Linked DNA regions of Mus musculus: all the other regions are linked to region 1. Evidence: chromatin contacts called from public promoter capture Hi-C data. All regions are on one chromosome and are shown on one strand. The core of a region is the stretch at or near the end of the contact, and the rest is flanking DNA. Distances in the headings are between cores, read along the strand shown. Region 1 holds the start of Ssrp1 (structure specific recognition protein 1). Region 2 holds the start of Ndufs3 (NADH:ubiquinone oxidoreductase core subunit S3). Region 3 holds the start of Nup160 (nucleoporin 160).

Region 1 (3,347 bases), core at 586-3,085:
TTAAATTCCCAGATACATGCATCACCTGAGTTTCTAAACTTTGTGTAGGTGATCTTTTGATGAAAGTGAATATTAAAACCAAGTAACTCAAAAGCAGCTCAAAATGGAAAAGCAAAATCCTAGAGCACCAAGCTAAGATGCTGAGCCAGGACAGAGGGAGCAAGTGGAAACCATGGTATAAGTTAAGATGGTAGAAAACCTCCTGGAGTCCAGGTACACGACACGTGTACTGAATACACAACACTGTTTTTTTTGTTTGTTTGTTTTGTTCAATAGTCTCCAACAGCCTTGCTTCGAGGAACCCAAATGAGCAGTAACATGATTATCAGAGAAACGCCAACTGTCTCTAGAAGATTAAAAATAAAAAAAGACAAGGCAGTTACAAAGAAAGTGGGTCACAGAACAAGATCGCTCACCGATTCGCGGAAGCCATCGTACTTGTAGACATGCCCATTCTTTGTGAGCAGTTTAAGCCCATGGCCTAATGCTACCCGACGCCAGATGCCTTCTGTCAACTCCCCAGCCTGGATGTTGTCCACTTTGCCCGTCTTGCTGTTCTTAAAGATGATACCCTGACGGCTCAATCGAAGCCTCCCATCATTCTGCCCAAAATACAGACCCAAAATCAGAACAGGGTAGTGTGTAGTGGATCCTTTCTACCCCTTACCCATGGGATGCAGGATGGCCAGAGTATCAATTGAAAAGCGGTCGTGGTGAAATCAAGTTAAAAGACACAACAGACATTAAGTCTAGACTGCAAGCTTGGCTCTGGCATCAGAAACCCTGTAAGGGCCCCAGTTTCCTGGTTTTCTAATACAACTCAACAAACTCAACATCTTGCAACTCTTTGAGACTTTGCTCACGTTTTCGCTTGGGGGACACACTGATACACTGTTTCCAAAAAAGTAGTCAGAGTTAAGCTTTTCGTTCATAGATTCGAACTCTTTCCCCCTCTCTGCCTTTCTTTTGCCCAAGCCATTCTCACCATGGACCCTTTCACCTCCTGGAAGATGTCGTTGAACTCCAATGTCTCTGCCATGTTCACCTGCCCGTGGTGGCCTGAGCACACAGCCCTAGGCTGCACCAGAGAAAACGAACCCTTCTCTGGATGCTGTGCCCCAATTCCTGGTTAGTTGTGTAGATGTCCAGCAGGGTGGGAATCTGAATTCGGGAAGGAGACTGATAAGCAAGAAACAACGCCACCTTACTCCGCTCAGCCATGTACCTGGTATGTCTCAAGTTCTTTGCTGCCTGGGGATCTTACTGACCCGTTCTGCAGGGCTCCTGAGGCCAAGGCCCAGGACCCTAGGTGCAGAACCAGGCCTATAGTGGCGCTTACACCCCAACCCGACACCCTCTCGGTACGTTCCACGGACAGGCACGGCAACAATCGGCGGAACCTGAGACCCGCTCAGAGAGCGCACCTCAACTCCGCTCAGAGGGTAGTGTCCTGATCGCAGAGACCCCACCACCCCGGGGCCCCGCGTGAATCTACGTTTCTCCCCCTTCTTTTAAAATGGATTCGCCCATTGCCCGCGAATTTGAACGCGGATCGATCCATTCCGATCGTCCCGCGGGGGAGCGGGGCCCATGCACACCAGGGGCCCAGGGATCGCGACCACCCACCTCTAAGAGCTGCAGCCTCGCGACGGCACAGTGAGGGCGGTGGGCGCAGGGGGACGCAGGGGAGGGGGTAGGGATGCGGGGGAAGGGATGCCGGGGAAGCTTTTCCCGCGTGCGCAGCCCCGCGTCCCGCCACCGGAAGTCGCGCACGGACCATAGAGAGGAAGACTTGGCTAGAACGGCATCATCCGGGCCGACCAACGGGTACATTCGCCTAGAGCGTCGGCACTCCCCCTGGTCGGCTAAAGCGAGAGGCTTGCTATGGAATCCCACGCGGCTGAATTCTTGACTAGAAAACGGGAACACTCTTTAGAAAGTTACAAGCTGCTCTTCAAAGACTAGATTCCGAAGGGAAATTATGCGGTTTTATTAGGTGTTCAGGTTTGTATGTTTGTTGGAATCATGCACGCCCCTCCCTCCTGTGAAATAATCTGGGAAGGAGTCTGTTGAACAAGAAAAATACAGAGGTGTAGCCCCACTAGCTGCAAAGGAGATGCGGGTGTCGGCGATTGTGCTTGCTTTCCAGCTGTACCCTGGCAAGTAGATCAGATCCTTTCTGCAGTGAGTTCACCTACCCCCAACACTATCCTGTCCATATCCCTAATTTGTGGGTTCTCAGGAAGAGCCTAGCAGATGGCTGCATTAAATTCAAGTGGTGGTGTCGGATTTACCTTTGAGCTAGAACTTACTTGAAATCACATCAGCCTACGTTGGCAGAAGCCCGGATGGCCTCACATAGCACCGGAGTGCATCTTGCAAAATCTGAAGCCAGGTCTGACAGAGATGCTTGAGTTTATCTCATTTTACAGATGAGAAAAATGAGACCACAAAAGATTTGCGACTGGGTGTCAGTCCATTACCATCAAAACTGGAACCTAGAACACAGACTCTTTAACATCAGCCTTTTATAATCATGAGGGTTCAGGGTTTAGAGTGATTGCTAGCATATGTCCTACACAAAGACAGGATAAGCCCACAGTTTCCCTGAAATATCACTGCACTGACTTGCTAACTCAGTCCTGGGATATGATATAGATAAAAATGTGTTTTGTCATTCGGTGCTTGTGGCTTTAACCACTATCATTGCTAGCACTATTTAGCTAAGTCAAACTGGGCTTAAGACATAATGAAAACCTATTAATGCAGCACGTTTCTAGGATCTGACAAAACTGTTGAAGATCGTTAAAATAGCCCAGCCTCTTAGGAGCACATACCCTAACAAAAGATTTTAATAACTTCGGGGTTTAAAAAGAGAGGGAGTTCAGTAATTTCTGTGCAACTTGAAGAGTTGCAACCAACTAGAGTTAGAAATAAGCGACTTTCCGCTTTGTAGTATTACAAATCTGTAATCACAACACTCAAAGACTGGGGCAGGAGGATTGTGAATTTGAAACATGGCAACATAACAAGTTAGACAACATAATGAGATGCTGGAGGGCAGAGAGGAGGAGATGGTAAGAAATGCGTGTCTTCCTCCCAGGAGACACAGAACTGTCAAGAACCCTTTCTCCCTATTTGTGCTATTAGATAGAAATCGACAGACACTCAAGAGTGGAGTTCTTGGCTCAGGCAGATGAGCTAACTCAAGAGTGGGCAGTTACAAGGGGCTTTGGAGAATACAAAGCAGCTGGTGAGCTGGGATAGAGATGCCGCGTAAGAGAACAGAATAGAAACAGTAGACAGAGTGCAGATGAAACATAAGTCCCAGAGGGCCCTAGCCAGCT
Region 2 (3,347 bases), core at 615-3,114, 5.9 Mb before region 1:
CATTTAAGTCCTGCATACCATCAAGATACAGGGCAGATGAAAACATCAGGCACTTCTTATTTCCTTTTGTGGAAAAGTGATGCAGCTTTTTATTCTTTAGTTACTGTACTGTACTGTCTGACAGTAGCTATGCTGACTCTCAACACCGAACATCAACCTCAATCTAAAATCTACCAGAAAGGGAATTATAATATAAACTAACAACAGTTAGTCACATAAAGTTGGGGTTCTCCTGAGCCAGACCATCTGCTGAACATGACTCTTGCCCAGTTAGGTGTGGTAAGCCCTTTCGTGAGCTTACCTGAGATGATATCAGTGAGTAGATGGTGGGGCAAGTGGAGGAACTCCTCTGTGCTCTGCAGCTGGGCCAGGTGGGTCTTGGCACAGTGCTTGGCAGCAGTGTAGAGCTCGGGGTCACTGTGTCTATCTGCAAGCCACATCACCTGCAGGCAGTTGCCCACCTGTACCGTGCGTGCCAGAAACCGAGAACACTCCTCAAAGAGAGATGTCAGCTGATACATGTCTGACACCTCGTAAATTTCCTGCAGCTCATCAGCTCGAAGTTTCACAGTCCCATGGTATATATAGTCAACTAGGAGCTGGAAAACAGACTCGCTGACATCCTGCAGCACAATCACCCGGTTGTGAGCCTCCTTCAGGTTGGATGTGAACATGGATCGGAAGAAGCAGCTCTGAGCTGACAGGACCAGCCGGTGCAGCTGAAACTCTCGGCCTTCCACTGAAATGGTGACATCAGCAAAGAGCTCCTCCTCTAAACACAGTTTCATGATGCCCTGAGCCACTCGGCCTGAGTGAGACCGGTCTTTGAAAGTATAGTTCACAAAGTAGTTTTCATCCATGGATGCTCCAGGCTCCTCTGGTGACTCCATGGTAGCCAACTTCTCTCTTTGCCAACTATCTGCAAAGCAATATCACCCTAAGTATTTGGGTAATTCACAGACACAGTCCATGAATCCAACTGTCCAAGTCAAGACAGGGAGAAGGGAGACACTGGAGCAAAGTGGGTCCAGAATGGCCTTATTCCTGGTCTTGCCAATGTGGCCTATGCCATTCCTCCAGTTTTCCTGCAGTGGGGCCTCTCCTCCAATGAATTCAATTAAAAGTTCCAACTCTGTTGTTTTTCCTTGAGGTAAAATTGGATATTCCTGATCGTGATGTAACAAAAGACTTGGGACTTAGGTTAGCTCATGAAAAAGACGAAGGAGGAAGCCTATGATCTTAAAACCAAATAATTTGGATATACAACTAATGAGACTCTGGAGAAGCATAATTAGGCCAAACTAAGACATCCAGGTATTGTTGTTACATTCCCTCTTTGCCTGGACATAAGAGTGCAGACCCCCCAATACTGAGGCTTGGGCCTGGACTTCCACTTTTACTCTTTTCTAAGCTGCTGTTTCTTACTTACCTCTCGCTCCAGTGAGTTCTTAAAGAAGCCCTTGAGAGCCCAGCCGTCCCCGGCCGGGGGCACAAGGAAGTCCATAACCCTGTGCAATCTGACCGTGCCACCTGGAGTCGCCTAGGAAACGGTCTCCAAGGAAACCGTCCATCGTCTCCCCCCCCCACCCCGCCCCCCATTAAAAAAGCTTAGCTCAAGAGCCGGCGCGGTGTAGAACTTAGAACCCAGAACGCCCACCCTTTCCCTTTCTCTCACCGGTGCGGTTCGTTGCGTCTTCTTCTCTTCGGCCTCCGCTGTACCGAGATAGGGCTACGTACACCTCACGGTTTCCCCACCTGCGGGTCTTTCTTACCTGCGATACCTCCTTTCATGCCAGGGCTCAGATCCGGAACCTCTGCTTCCCGCCCCGCGTCCGCCCGGAAGAAGAGTCACTGCACATTTCCACTTCCGGTCCGTGCCCTTGGGGCTCCGTGGCCTGCGTGTGTTCTCCGGCTACTTAGTCGGCACACTAAGGAACATGGCGGCGGCTGCAGCCAGGGTCTGGTGTCGTGGGCTCTTGGGGGCCGCTTCCGTAGGCAGGGGTGAGCAAGGAACAGCAGCAGGTTGAGACCACGGGCAGCACGGAGACCTCCCCGAGTCTCACCCGCGCCTTTGTGCCTTTTCTCTCCCTGTGCAGGGGCTGGGCGACCCTCCGTGCTGTGGCAGCACGTAAGAAGGGAGAGCGCGGCGGCTGACAAGCGCCGTGAGTATGTGCGGATGGCGCTTTTTCCCCCAACGTTAGCTGGGGCCTTTCGTTGTTTCTGTCAGATGTTTGTCCTTGCCTTGGAATGTCCTTCCCTCCTGGCAAATCTCTGCTTGTCCTTGGAGATTGCTATGGTCTCCACTTTGCTGTTAGAATCGAGCACTTCCTGTGCCCTAGATATTTGTTCCCTTCTGATCTTGATCGCCTTTTGCTCGTTATCAGGATTTGATTTTTTTTTTTGTCCTCCGATGAAATTGTCTTTGAGCGCAGGTAACAAAAACTTTTGAGACTCAAAGTCCAAAATAATTGTAGCTCACATCAATTTAGTATTTACTAGGCACCTTGGACTTCATAAGAGCCTGATGAGACGCATAACGTTTTACTGTCCATATAGATGTAGATCATGAAGCGGTCCAGATAATTAAATTATTCAGTCACAGTTCCAGTGAACGACAAAGCAGGTCTGTTTCCAAGTGCAGAAAATACTTAATCCTTGATTCTGTGATGTGTGGGTGCTCAAGTACTTGAATGACCCTGTGGTGATTTTATGTTCAGTCAACAGAATCACACTGGGAAATAGAAAGCTTCTTTTCATTCCAGGACATCTATTACACAAAGTGACAGGGGATAGAGTATGGGCAATGAGGTAATCTTTCAGGGTCCTTCAGCCCTGAAGTTCTCTGATTAAGAACTTGGTATAAACAAGTACCAAGAAGGGAAAGAGAAACAGAAGTCTGGTTTCCATCCTTAAAGAGCTCTGAGTCTGAGAGAGGAGCTGCCACTGTTGCATTGTTACCATGAGTACAGGAAGTGAGGAACAGCTGTGGAACAGTGGAGAAAAGAAGCAAAGATTGCCCAACACAGTAACAAGAGTGTATGGACCGAGAAAGAGAAATGGTGTTGCACTCTGAGTTTTTTCTTTTTCTTTTTTTTTAAAGATATTTTTATTTTTTTATGTATGTGAATATACTGCAGCTGTCTTCAGACACAGCAGAGTAGAGAATCGGGTCCCATGTGGTTGCTAGGAATCGAACTCAGGACCTCTGGAAGAGCAGTTAGTGCTCTTAACCACTGAGCCATCTCTCCACTCCCTTCTCCCTGAGTTTTAAACACTTCCTAATTCCTGGAAGGTACTTTACACCTATGCCTCTTAAGATCCTTCAGGGAGGGCTTGGAGAGGTGGCC
Region 3 (3,347 bases), core at 413-2,912, 5.6 Mb before region 1:
CTCTGATCCTCCCGCCCCAGCCTCCGGAGTACTAGGATTACAGACACTTGCCACTCTGAGCGACACGGGTCGGATGCGTTGAATTAAATATTAATGCCCCAACCTTCTTGAAGTTATCGAAAATACAGTACAGTTTGCAAACGTGCAAGGAATTGTTTGTGAATTTCTTTCTGGGATCGGTCAGTATTCTCTGGAGGTTGAAGATTGATCATTCAGAGCCAGTTTGGGGCTACATAGTGAGACTTTGTAAATGAATGAGTAAATAAATTAAACTACAACTTCAGGCTTACAGCTGAACATGTTCGTTGGCAACTCCATCAGAATCACAACATTGCGAAGTTCCATAATTCTGCCCCAGCAATTGCATTTCCCTTGACCATTTATTGCCTTAATGACTATTTCGTGATTGTCACTGCCCACACCTCTCTTCAGATGCACCAGAAGAGGGCGCTAGATTTCATTACGGATGGTTGTGAGCCACCATGTGGTTGCTGGGATTTGAACTCAGGACCTTGGGAAGAGCAGTCGGTGCTCTTAACCGCTGAGCCATGTCTCCAGCCCTCACCCCCACTCATTCTTAGCTTACTCTGAAGTCGGCCGAGTGGGCATAGTGGCACACTGACAGCAGCTTTTGGAAGCAAGTAGATCAGGAGTTCAAGATTATCCTCCAATTTATGTCAAGATCAAGGCCAGCCTGAGGCTGCCTAAAACCCTGGCTCAAATCAAACAAAAAGCAGCTTTTAATCCCAGCACTCAGGAGGCAGAGGTAGGTGGGTTTCTGTGAGTTAAAGGCCAGCCTGCATTACAGAGTGAGTTCCAGGACAACCAGGGCAACAGAAACTGTCTTGACGTCCCCATTCCTCACAAAAGAAGACAACTTGCCCTGCAACCATATTTTCCTACCAGCAATTATAGCCTTATGCTTCTGTTTCTGTACATTGAACTGTGTCTGAACTTATAGAGAGACACCCTCCCTACCTTGACCTTCGGTCTATTCCTCATTTTAGCATCTTTAATTTTTCCATTTTTACTAAATTACTCCTCTAAATCTCACTAAGATAAAGTCTCCCCTAGAGCCCTGCTAACCCCTGTCCTTCTGTACTTGGCAAAAAGGGAGTTATGTCTGCACTCAGTGGATGCATCTCAGTGGATCAAGATGAAGCCTAAGGTCCTGGTCCCTTGCTTCCATCTAGGTCCATCCTGGTCAATTTCAGTTCAGTTTTCTCTGCCTAATCCTGCTTTCTTCACTCCCCTAGCAATGCTGTTCTGTGAGCACACTGTGTGCTCCTTCCTGTGTGTAAATCTCTGCTTCAGAGACTTTTTTTTTGAGAGGGAAGCTCACACACACACACACACACACACACACACACACACACAATTTAAAAAATATTTTTTTAAAAGATTACCTGTTGTGCGGCTTGGTGGCACACATCTTGAACCCCAGCACACAGGAGGCAAATGCAGGTAGATCTCTGAATTTAAGGCCAGCCTGGTCTAGGTGAATGAGATATGTTTTGGGGAACTTGTTGTTAGTGTCATTTCCCCCACATATTCAAAATCTCTATCAAGGCAGAAAGAATGCAAGATGAACGGGAAGGTGTGCTGTAACGACACTGCCTCCTGGACACAGCATGGTGGCTGCTCTCGTGAGATCATAACTGTGGTTACCTACACAAAAGACAGGGCCTGTCAACATTCCGTGGTGGGGGTTGGACTTTGAGGCCCCATCGCTCCCCGAGGAGCCGTAGGTAAAGTCAGTGGCTGCTGTGAGGGAGGAGTAATTTTCTCCAGTGGTGTATTTGCTGGTTAGTTGCCGGTGCTCCTATAAATAAGACTCCCTCCCATGCTCATTCAAGCAACTCTAATTAAACCCAGTGGGTCACAGATAGAAAAGACATGAAAGTGGAAGAGGAACTAGTTGGGAAGAAGGGCAAAGGAGGGTGATGGGGGGTCCATGATGAAGCTGGGAATAGTGGCCCACACCTGTCATCCTGGGTGCTTGGAGGGTGGAGGCATTCTAGGCTAGTCTCAGCAACATAGTAAGTGTGAGGCCTGCCTAGGTTACATCAAACCCTGTCTCACAGACGTAGGCAGAAGATTTTATTAGAGTGTGTGTTTGCTTTTTTATTAATGTTATTATTCATTTTACAAATGATGGACATCATATGACATTTTCATACATGTACTTTAGCCTACTTTGTTCACATTCACCTGTTAGCAAATCTTGTCCTCCCTTTCCCTCTTACTGTTCCCCTTCCTCTTCCCAAATAATAGTCCTCCCCTCCCCTTTTATGTCATGTATACATATATTTAAATCTAGATTTTGCATTTTTGTGCCTTCCTTTATTAATAATAATGATGATCCCCAACGTAACCATTTTCATTCAAACGATATGATTTTCTTCTTGTTTATGGCTGAATAGAACTTGAGATGTGATGTTTTCCAAGCTTCAAGCTGTCTTTGACCTTTGGTTCATGTTACAGTAAATTCAAGGTGAATTGCAGTAAGTTAACAGTAACACTTTACATTGCCCGAACTTAGTGACTTTTTTTGGGTGGTAATTCGATGGAAATTATTGAATTATTCAGTGGAATAATTTCTTTCAGTGGAAATTAGTGTTATTTTTCAGTGAGCACTTTCAATGTAATTACTTTATTTCGGGGGTTCCAGGAATGTGGTTTCCTGTCATTTGGCCAGTGACTTTCAAAAGTGATAATAGCAATGACTTGAGATCTAGCCACAGTGCAAAGGGCTTATTATTTTTTTCTATTTCTCTAGATTTTTAAATATTGGTTTTTATCTTCATGCTGTTCTATTAATCATAGTAAGTAGCTTTCCAGTTCCTGGAAGCATATTGGTTTGTCCCACACTTATTTTTTCAGTCTTGATTGCATGTTGGGCACTGGGTTATAATGATCCCCCAAAATAGGCTAAGCAGCCAGATACCTTGTCTTTCTTGTGTTTCGAGACAGGGTTTCTCTGTGTAGCCCTGGCTGTTCTGTAACTCCCTCAGTAGACCAGGCTGGCCTCGAACTCAGAAATCCACCTGCCTGCTGCCTCCCGAGTGCTGGATTAAAGGTGTTTCTCCACCACCCAACTAAAATATCTTTAAACACTACAAAAATTTCAAGTTTTCTGCTTTTGAGTTTCTCTCAGTTTAGTGGGGGTTGCAAAGGGGAAGTAGAGATAATGGTAAGGTATGGTAATTATTATACAAGATAGTTACAGTAAAGATATGGCTGAAATATCACAGGACAACCAGGCAAGCAGTGTCTGAGATGCCTGTGTCATGGTCTAAAGATGTTTCCTTTCTTCCTGAATAGTTTGCATTAATGTTAACTGTCTT

What was found. Promoter capture Hi-C pulls out the DNA fragments that hold promoters and counts their contacts.
Region 2: a contact with region 1 is called in a promoter capture Hi-C map of pre-B cells. The contact joins the promoter of Ndufs3 here to the promoter of Ssrp1 in region 1. A contact is called at or near these places in 4 of 39 promoter capture datasets (cranial neural crest, maxillary cranial neural crest, pre-B cells and 1 more).
Region 3: a contact with region 1 is called in a promoter capture Hi-C map of pre-B cells. The contact joins the promoter of Nup160 here to the promoter of Ssrp1 in region 1. A contact is called at or near these places in 4 of 39 promoter capture datasets (cranial neural crest, frontonasal cranial neural crest, pre-B cells and 1 more) and 1 of 484 Hi-C or Micro-C datasets (CD8 T cells).

What each region holds. Positions count from the first base shown.
Region 1 is chr2:85,035,608-85,038,954 of GRCm38.p6, reverse strand. Ssrp1 (structure specific recognition protein 1) reads right to left here and starts at 1,835. Exons shown (of 17, transcript NM_182990.4): 1 at 1,627-1,835; 2 at 986-1,161; 3 at 417-602. The coding sequence starts at 1,039. It overlaps P2rx3 (purinergic receptor P2X, ligand-gated ion channel, 3), which reads left to right and starts at 3,121. Exons shown (of 12, transcript NM_145526.2): 1 at 3,121-3,347.
Region 2 is chr2:90,903,238-90,906,584 of GRCm38.p6, reverse strand. It overlaps Ndufs3 (NADH:ubiquinone oxidoreductase core subunit S3), which reads left to right and starts at 1,864. Exons shown (of 7, transcript NM_026688.3): 1 at 1,864-2,001; 2 at 2,097-2,162. The coding sequence starts at 1,938. Kbtbd4 (kelch repeat and BTB (POZ) domain containing 4) reads right to left here and starts at 1,845. Exons shown (of 4, transcript NM_025991.4): 1 at 1,676-1,845; 2 at 302-919. The coding sequence starts at 890.
Region 3 is chr2:90,675,530-90,678,876 of GRCm38.p6, reverse strand. Nup160 (nucleoporin 160) reads right to left here and starts at 1,662. Exons shown (of 37, transcript NM_021512.2): 1 at 1,407-1,662.